Regions from separate parts of the Mus musculus genome. Here region 2 is linked to region 1. Evidence: chromatin contacts called from public HiChIP or PLAC-seq data. All regions are on one chromosome and are shown on one strand. Each heading gives the region's core, a stretch centred on a gene start, on an enhancer-like site or on the middle of the called end of the contact. The rest is flanking DNA. Distances are from core to core; before and after follow the strand shown.

What was found. HiChIP or PLAC-seq counts read pairs in DNA pulled down with a chosen protein or histone mark.
Region 2: an H3K27ac HiChIP or PLAC-seq map of regulatory T cells shows a contact between it and region 1, with 4 times the contacts expected there. The contact joins two enhancer-like sites. A contact is called at or near these places in 1 of 15 datasets of contacts at CTCF or cohesin (the G1E-ER4 cell line), 16 of 484 Hi-C or Micro-C datasets (B cells, the C2C12 cell line, CD4 T cells and 11 more), 11 of 115 datasets of contacts at active chromatin or transcription factors (CD8 T cells, the HPC-7 cell line, Th17 cells and 8 more) and 1 of 9 other capture datasets (embryonic stem cells).

Annotation. Positions count from the first base shown.
Region 1 is chr13:45,835,246-45,840,053 of GRCm38.p6, reverse strand. The region is part of intron 3 of Atxn1 (ataxin 1); the gene reads left to right. Among named protein-coding and RNA genes, the nearest start is that of Atxn1, 130 kb to the left of the region's middle. Within about 2 kb of position 2,308, at least 46 of the 459 cell types and tissues checked have an H3K27ac peak or open chromatin away from gene starts, as enhancers often do. A contact at or near this core is called in regulatory T cells, where this site is marked.
Region 2 is chr13:45,934,368-45,938,850 of GRCm38.p6, reverse strand. All of the region lies in intron 2 of Atxn1 (ataxin 1), which reads left to right. Among named protein-coding and RNA genes, the nearest start is that of Atxn1, 28 kb to the left of the region's middle. Within about 2 kb of position 2,815, at least 18 of the 459 cell types and tissues checked have an H3K27ac peak or open chromatin away from gene starts, as enhancers often do. A contact at or near this core is called in regulatory T cells, where this site is marked.

The DNA of each region.
Region 1 (4,808 bases), core at 1,059-3,558:
AGTATTCCTCCCTGCTAGTGCATCAATAGTAGAGGTGAACACTGTTTTTTTATTTACATCTTTGATGAGCCATAATTAAAAGTGGTGTGAGTCACTGTCAGAATGAATGTGTTATTTTCAGATGTCTGTGAGGGCAGTTACTGGTGGAAACTGAACTTCCCTTACACCGAAGCTCTAAGACCCCTCAGGAAAGGATTCCAGAGGGCTCTCATCTACTTCCTGAAAGGAGAGAAGATTGGAATGACTTTCTGCAACAACAAGGCAGAGCTTCAACTTGACAGCCCTCAGCTTGTGATTTTCCAAGTGTCTTTGACATGTATGCTGTCCCTCTAATAAAAGAATCCTGTCTGATTTGAAGTTGGAGTACTTAGAGATCATCTTCTTTTCCTTCTCCTCCTCCTTCTTTTTCTTCTCCTTTTTTTCTTCTTCCTTCCTCCTCTTCTTCCTCATCCTCTTCTTCATTTATTTATTTATTTATTTATTTATTTATTTATTTATTTATTTATTTATTTTTGGTTTTTCAAGACAGGGTTTTTCTGTGTAGCCCTGGCTGTCCTGTAACTCACTCTGTAAACCAGGCTGGCCTCAAACTCAGAAATCCACCTGCCTCTGACTCCCAAGTGCTGGGATTAAAGGCATGCGCCACCACTGCCCAGCCATGCATGAGTTCTCCTCCTCTTCCTCCTCATCCTCTTCCTCGTCTTCTTCCTCTTTTTCCTCCTCCTTCTCCTCCTCCTTCTTCTTTTCTTCTCCCTTTTCTTTCTCCTTCTTCTTCTTCCTCTTCCCCTCCCTCCCTCTTCCTTCTTCTCTTTCTCCTCTTCCCCTCCCTCCCCCTCCCTCTTCCTCTTCCTCCTCTACCTCCCTCTCTCTACCTTCTTCTCTTTCTCCTCCTCCCCTCCTTCCCCCTCTTCCTCCTCCTCCTCTTCTTCCTCCTGCTCCTCCTCCTCCTCCTTCTCCTCTTCCTCTTCCTCCTCCTCCTCCTCCTCCTCCTCCTCCTCCTCCTCCTCCTCCTCCTCCTCCTCCTCCTCCTCCTCCTTCTTCTTCTTCTTCTTCTTCTTCTTCTTCTTCTTCTTCTTCTTCTTCTTCTTCTTCTTCTTCTTCTCCTCCTTCTTCTTTTTCTTCTTTGTCACTACTGAGATGTGTTGAAAAGCTAGGAACATAGCTCAGTGGTAGAGCACCTGCTTAGGTTTCACAAGGTCCTGGGTTTGATCCTCACCACTACAGGAACATAATGTTTGAGTGGTTCTCAAGCTTCCCAATACTGTAACCCTTCCACACAGTTCCTAATGTTATGGTGAACACCCTCCCAACCATAAAATTATTTCATTGCTACTTTATTACTATAATTTGGTACTCCTACAAATCATAATGTAAAGACCTGATACGTGACCCCAAAGGGGCAGTGACCCACACTGCTGCTCTAACCAGGTTGGATTCCAGGTGTTAGACAAAGGTGCAGGAACAGAACCGTGGAGTGTAGCAGAGGGCTTGCTCCTCTACATGAACCAACTTCATGGCTTCTGGGTGCCTTCCTATCACTTCTGCTTCTCATCGTGGCCACCAACCTTAGGTGTACCACAGCGCTAATCCAACGTACTCTCCAAGGACCCCAAAGACGGGTTTCCACAAATGGCACTTTGCTGTGTACAGATGGCACGGGAAGAATAGATTTTTCTTGTTAACAGTTTAGCTAAAACTGCATGTTAATATTTCTACTTGACCACTTGAGGTCAACAAAAATGTGTCCTAAAGAATTTACGGTAACTAAGTGGTGAGGAGACAGTCAGGACATGATGGATCTTGACCATCATGGGGATCTGTACCTTTGAGACGTGGGCAGAGCAGAATCTTGAAGCTAGGGTTTCTCTGCTTCCAAATCCTTGCACAGGCCCTTCAGAAACCCTTTGACTGCTTCTTATGATAATTTTGTAAGCTGTTGCTTCCAAAGACTACCTCTACCTGGCACTCTTCAACCCCTTGCCTCCCTTCCATAGGTTTCAGGCCTGGTTGACTGAATCCTTCCCTGATGATAGATTTGCATAAGCTGTGCCCACGCATATGCTAATGAAATACATTCAACTTTCTTTTATACTAGTTTGTGAAACTTAGAAAAAAGAATTTTTTTTTTTTTTTGCCAGCCTGCAAAATAGGAAAATGAAAGGGCTGTGTGAGTCTCCCTCCACTAGGTGTTTACAAGGAAGCACGTATCTTAGGTACTTAGCAAATAACACGGTTGGGTTTATTTAACTTGTAGTGATTGTGCTCTGAATTTTCCAAGCCTGTGAATCATATTTGTGACTCATATTTTCAAGGGAATTCCCCCATCTGACTTTCCTCTCAGTTCGAGTCGGGTATAGCCTGGCAGGCTCGCTTAGGAACTGAGCAAAATCGAACTGGCTAGCTCCTTAGCTTGTCCCACCCCTCCTCAAGAAAAATTAATTTCGTTGCTACTGCGTGAGACGATTTCTCTGTCTTTCAGCATGGAAACTTGAATGTGGGTTCTCCTGCTAGGCAGTCACTTGTTGCTGGTGACTGATTTGTTGAAGAGTTGCTGATTTCTAGTGTGCGGAATTGGTTTCTTCCTTTTTTTCTTTTTTCCTGAGTTCCTTAAGTTCCTAGTCTGGTGTTTGGAAGAAAAGATAATTTAATGTAGGCTATTTGTTTTATTGCGTCCAATAATCAAAAAGTAACATTTCCGGCAGGGGCAACACTGGGAGAGGAAATACTTTGAAAGTATAAACCTGTTTTCAAAAAGATGGAATCAAGCACTTGCCTGTAAAAAGGTGCAGAATGAATCAGTGGTGGCATGTGTCAGCCAATTAAAGGTTCTGTTGGCTACCTGTAGGGATTTTGCAATAATTTTATTGCCTGGGAAGACCACTCAGGTCTCTTCAATAGGCCCAGAAGACCGAATCTTTTCCTGATGGTAAATATGCATGAACTATGCCCATGTGTGTGTGTGTGTGTGTGAGTGAGTGAGTGAGAGAGAGAGAGAGAGAGAGAGAGAGAGATGCAAAACAGGATGACTGCCAACAGAATTGGTCGCATGCTTTGTCCACCCCAGGTAAGTCTGCCCCAGTGGCCTGCTTGGCAACAAAACACTTCTCCATGACTTAGAAGCCCTACAGGGTTGGGAAATGAGAGAAACAGGGAAGACAAGACAGCAGAGAGTGGGAAACCTGACTGTGTGGGCGGCAGGAGCTGGTTAACGGTGTGGCTTTCAGTTCCTGCTTCGCTTCTATGGTCGTGAGTTTGGGAAAGCTACTCATTTCTCTGGAATCTGTGCCCTTCCTCATAAGAGGAAGGCTGTTGTCTCCAGGTGATGCTCCGAGGATTCCTTCCCTTCAAGAAAGGAAATTCTGTGTGTCTCAGGCAGAAGAGAGCGGACTCATTCGGGTGATGGAATCAGGGAGTAAACGCTGCTGAAAGTGGGACCACGTTGATGCTGAGGGTGGCCTAGATCCCAAGGTAGGACTGGTGATGTGGGTGAGACGGAAAACTGTTTGCCAGGCAAGCGTGAAGATGTGAGTCAGATTCCCAACACCCTTTAAAAAGCCAGGCGCATTGGCACATGCCCGTAATCCCAAGTGCTAGGAAACCATGCAGGCGATGGTTTCTTCCTGTGATCAGTGACTTTCACAGGGGAAGACCAGTCTAAGTTCAGGTGAATTGGCTTGCATCTTGAAAACACTTCCCTAGGAGCCATATTTCCCATCCATAACTGTGTCCCTACTCCTTCCCCAGAGCAGCAGCCTCCACTCTGACTCTGTCCTCTGGGTGTGATTGGTTTTCCTGCTTCCCGTCCGTTCCACATCTGCTTCTGTGTTTCAGGTGTTTCTGGAAGCCCAGAGGCATAGTCAGTTGTCTCCTGCACTCTGAAGTCCCATTGAGTGACTTCTCTTGCAGATCCAGGCACAGTCGTTTATCTTGTCAAGGTCCCGCATAAAGAATCAGCCCTGTTATATTGTGTTTTTCCCAGGAGTTCTGCACATCTGAATGAGATCTGTCATCAGCTGCAGAGCTTGAGGTGAAACTCTCTGAGACTCAGCCAGTGAGTCTCACACACTTCTTGCTGGCCTCCTTTTCTGGGCAGTACATTAGAATAGGCCCGTGTCTCTAGAATTTAATGATAAGTGGTGGAGACCAATGGAAACTTCAACCCAAGTGACAGACCAGCAGCGTGAATGCTAGTGGTCAAAGAAGCCCTGGACATTTTTATTACGTATTGTGCTGAGCTCTTGATAGCAGACATTTTCTGCATCCTTACTTGTGTTTCTGCATACTGTGCTGAGTTCATTATGTACACTTATTATGTGCATCTCACACACATACATCCCAGATGTCCAATTCTCAAGGCCCATTGCCTATCCCCACCCCTAATCCCCAGATGAAGAATCTGAGGCTCAGAGAGAAGTCATTTGCTTAAGCTTATACAGGAGACCAATGCAGATTAAGTTTTATGCTTTAGAGAAATCTAAGCTGGTGTTAACTGACAACCCCATCAAGGAGAGCCTGCTTCACAAATATGAGAGAGAGAGAGAGAGAGAGAGAACGAACTACCCAGCAGCTCAGGTCAGTCACCTTTCCCCATCCCCTACCCCTGCCTGCAGGTTTGTTCCATTGTGCTGAGGAATGTCCCTGCCTCTGGGATGACATCCAGGTGGTATAAATGGAAAAGTGACAAATTATTCCTTTGCTCTAGTGTAGGCATTGCTGTAATTAGTAGCAAGTTGGAACCTTAGGAAAAAAAAAATCTCACCGGAGTGTGAAGATGCATTCTAATGCCTCAGTCTGCAGAGTAAATAAAG
Region 2 (4,483 bases), core at 1,566-4,065, 98 kb before region 1:
ACACATAATAAATATATTTTTTTCTTAATGAATTCCCATGGCAACACAGAGCTTTGGTTTGCTCATTCTTTCTACATTGGTCATCTTTTCTGTCTTAGGGCCAGACTGTTGTTTCTTTATAATTCTGCTCCAGGATTTCCTGTGGCTCAGAGTGAGTGCAAGGGGTCTGCATTTCCTGTTCATCTTCTCGTCTCATCTGAGTCCATTTTGTAGGTGCGAGCTGAAGATACTCTGTTCAATGCTCCCGGTCCAAGATAAAGCTGCACCTCGGTCCTTATGACACCATCCATCTCTCCTTTGTTCTGTTATTTCCATGGAGGAAAATCCACTTGTCATTAATTAGTTTATTTTTTTTTCAAGCTTCCTCAAGCACTCTTAGAGTTCTTCCATCTCCCGATACACTTCACAGCTTCAAACTGCAACGGTGAGCAGATCTTTAAGAAGTCAGTTGTCCTTACACGTGTTTTACAATATGATGGTCGCTACTTAAAAAATGATTAAGCTTCTCCATGTGTTCTTTGCTGTGGGTCAGGAAATTGACCTGCTTAGCCATCTAACACAGAAGTTAATCACCAACGGGTCCTCTGAACCAAATAATTAAAAATAGAGTGAAGTTTCTGAACTGGGCAGTTGGCAATAGCACATCTGTGCATGGTTAGGGAAATGGTTCATGATATTTAAATAACATCACATTGGCTCTCTGTGGTGCAGGGGTGTCTGTGTGTAATTTCTTTCCCTGAGTGCTGTTTGACTGTCAACTAATGGAGTATGTGTGCATGCATGCGTATGTGCGTGCATGCGTTCGTGAAGGAAAGCAAATCAAACATTTTGCAACAATCTCAACATATAGTCCAGGCTGCCCTCAAACTGTTGGCAAGTCTCCTCGTTCTGCCTCCCGAGTGCTGGGGTAATAGGCATGAGGCAGACACACCTAGATTTTCCCCTTTTATTCTTGACTTTTCTTGGTTTTGAGACACGGTCTCTCACTGACCCAAAACTCTCCAAGAAGAGTAGACTGGCTGCCCCAAGAGCACTTGTCTCCAGCACTGAGGTTACAAGCAAGCACAATACTCAACTTTTCTCTTCTCTTCTCTTCTCTTCTCTTCTCTTCTCTTCTCTTCTCTTCTCTTCTCTTCTCTTCTCTTCTCTTCTCTTCTCTCCTCTCCTCTCCTCTCCTCTCCTCTCCTCTCCTCTCCTCTCCTCTCCCCTCCCCTCCCCTCCCCTCCCCTCCCCTCCCCTCCCCTCCCCTCCCCTCCCCTCCTTTTCTTTTCTTTTCTTTTCTTTTCTTTTCTTTTTTAATGTGGGGTTCTGGAGGGGCCAGACTCCTGTGCTCACACTTGCCAGGCCAGCATCTCACTTGATGAGCCATTCTTTCCAGTCCTCTCTAGGGAGGAGCAATGGTTTTGCTCCAAGCTTTTCTCTTTCACTGAGAGTTTTAGGGACTTTGAAATCTTTATGTCTTTGGATTTTCCACTCACAACTCACCTTTGCTAATGGCATTTTGGGGCTGTAGTGATTGGCAGGAGATACTGGTGAGTTCTTTCAATTTAGACAGTGGTAGATTAGGAGTTTGTGGTCTTCTGGGAATGGGATTTAGGCTTGGGACATATGTCAGACTCAAACGCAGTGTGACCTCAGCGTAGACACGTAACTTAATCCTTCAACTTGGACTTTCCTTTGGGTTTATTTGTATTTAGCATTGCATGAAATATGCCCAGTTTTGGCCAGTTCCATAGTTAGAGAATTCAAAATATTTAGTTGGCCATCAGCTTTAAATTAATGTATCATGGGAATGTAATTGCTTTCTGGCATTTTTGTTGTTGTTGTTGTTGGAGTGGTTTCTTTGTATCCCTGGAGGAGTCTTGTTTTAAGGTTGATTTCTTTTTCCCAGAACTGTTGTTGCATTAAGCTAATAATTAATGCCTCACAAGCAAAGGGAAGGGAGATGAAGATTTATGTGTTTATTTATTTGATGGTTCTGGGGTTCAGTGATACCAGGCAAGCAGTCTGCCACTGGGCTAAGTCTCAAACCTAGAGGTTAGGGATTAAGACAGAAAAAGAAAAAAAAAAAGCCTTATGCTTGCATCTCTGGATCTGAAAAAAATTAGATATGCACTTTTTCATATTATTGGTATTATGAATTAGTATCGTGAGTTAATAGGATAAACATTAAACTTAAGAGCCACGGCTTGAACGTGCCTTGTAGTAATTGAAATTAATCACCAAGGACTAACTTGGATCAGTTTATTTACAGTTCCTTGTGGAACTGTGAGCTAAATTAAACTTTTCTTCCTTAAGTTGCTTTGGTCACCGGCTTTGCGTTCGTTTGTTTGATTGACAGAGAGGGGAAATCTCGAGACAGACGTGGCCATGCTAACTGCGATTATTTAGGTAGTTTTTCCATTCATGACGTTTCAACTCAGAAGAGTTTCTAAGCATCTCTTTGTTCAACTTTATTGACATTCGATCTTATTGTATGATTCCTTGTAACTGCTGACTGAGTCCTACATAGGTCGTGTGACTTATAGTTTCAAACAAATCAATCTTTAATTTCTTTTCCTGTGTTACTTAAGGGGCAGCTTTTAACACGAGTGTATTAGTCATTTTTTCATAGCTGTGAGAAAAGCAAAACAAAAATCCATTAATCAAAAAAACAACAACAAAAAATCCCTAGGACAAAGCAACTGAAGAAAGAAAAGGTTCATTTAGCTTACAGTTCCAAAAGGGCAGGACTCACAATGGTAGTGAGGGTCTGGCATGGTGCAGGATGCGGGGTGATCACATGTCCATTCACGCACAAGAAACAGAGAGAGGAAGCCGGAAGTGGGCTGAACCTATGAACCTTCAAAGCCTTCCCCCTACGGACAGACATACCTTCTCAGTGAGGTTCCGCCTACTAAAGGTTCCACATGCTCTCTGAACAGCATCACTGATAAGGACCCAGGTGCTCTATAGGGGGCGCTTCTCTTTCAAACTACCACAAAGTGATAAGTGAAAATTTCAATTCATCACTTAGTCCAGGTGTGTGACATTGGACGTCAGTGTATTTCTGCAAACTCTGAATTGATAGGCAAATAGATGGTTTTGTTTGTTTTATTTTGATATAATAGTCCTGCCTCAGTCTCCCATGTGCTGGGATTGCACCTGTGCCCCCACCGTGTCTTATTTAGTAGTCCTCATCATACTTTATGTTAGACTTATATGCCGTCCTATGACGTAATTCTGTTCTCTTAGACAAGACCTCTGGTGTGAACGTTAGCGAGACCCCTTGACCGTGCATCTAGGCGCTGGCTTGCTTTCTTCACCCATTTTTTATGGAGCTGTGAGCTTTGGCTCTTCTGGTCATGTGACTTATTCTTAAGGTGTGTATCTAGAATTACACTTGAAAGAGCAGAACTTGATTGTTGATACTTTCACTTAAGAAAACATTGTTCATAAATATTTGCTTTATGGATTTGTAATTGAAAACACAGGGAGAAGTGTAGAAGCTCATATGCTGGAGCCAAGCCCTGGTGCAGAGAGCCTGGTTTTTTTTTTTGTTTTTTGTTTTTTGTTTTTTGTTTTTTGTTTTTTGTTTTTTTTTTTTTTTTGGCGGTGGTTTTTTTTTGTTTTGTTTTGTTTTGTTTTTTTAATTTTTTGTTTTTATTTTTTGTTTCTAATAATGCCAGCCAGCCAGCATGCCAAGGGATTTAGGAGGAGTTAGTCACCCTACTAATCACTTAATCCTCATGGTAAACCTACACACTCCTCATTATCACCACTTTCAGAGAAGGTCACTGGGTTAGTAGATTGCCCAAGGTCATGGACTTGGGAAGTAGCAGGAAGAAGATTCCGCTTACACCATCCAACCTCAGCCCCCCGGCTGGTAATGAATGATACTTCATCTCTTATCATCGCTCACAGGGAAACACTTGCAATTTTTTTTTAAACTAAATATTGCACATACAGAAAGGCCTTTATACGAGTCACGTCACTCAGTAAGCACACGTTTTTGACTCTCTAGCCAGATTTGTCAATTGCCACAAAGCTGACACTCCTGTTCGGCACTCTCTGGTCTTTATGCCTTTTACCTTAAAGCACTATAACAGGCTGGGACTGTAGCTCAGTGGTGGACTGTTTAGCATCCACAGGGCCCTGGGATGAATTTCTAGCACTGGAGGTGGAGTAAGGTGTGGAAGTAGCCATTACAGAAATATATTATTTTTCTGTAATGTATTGCAATATAACATATAACACCTAACACAACACATATAACACATATAATATATATATATAACAAAAGCACATCTTTACTGGCCATTTTCTCCCTTCTGTCTTCTCTGCATTCTGCCAGACTCTCTGCATCTTCCCTCTCTCCTGCACAATTATCCAACACAAAAAGAGCAGTGTTAGCTCTGCTTTATAAAGTCAAGAAGAATGCCCCAGTGTCTTACTCAGGCCAAGTGCAGTGATCATTGCTGGGGATTCTGGTCCAGGAGACAGA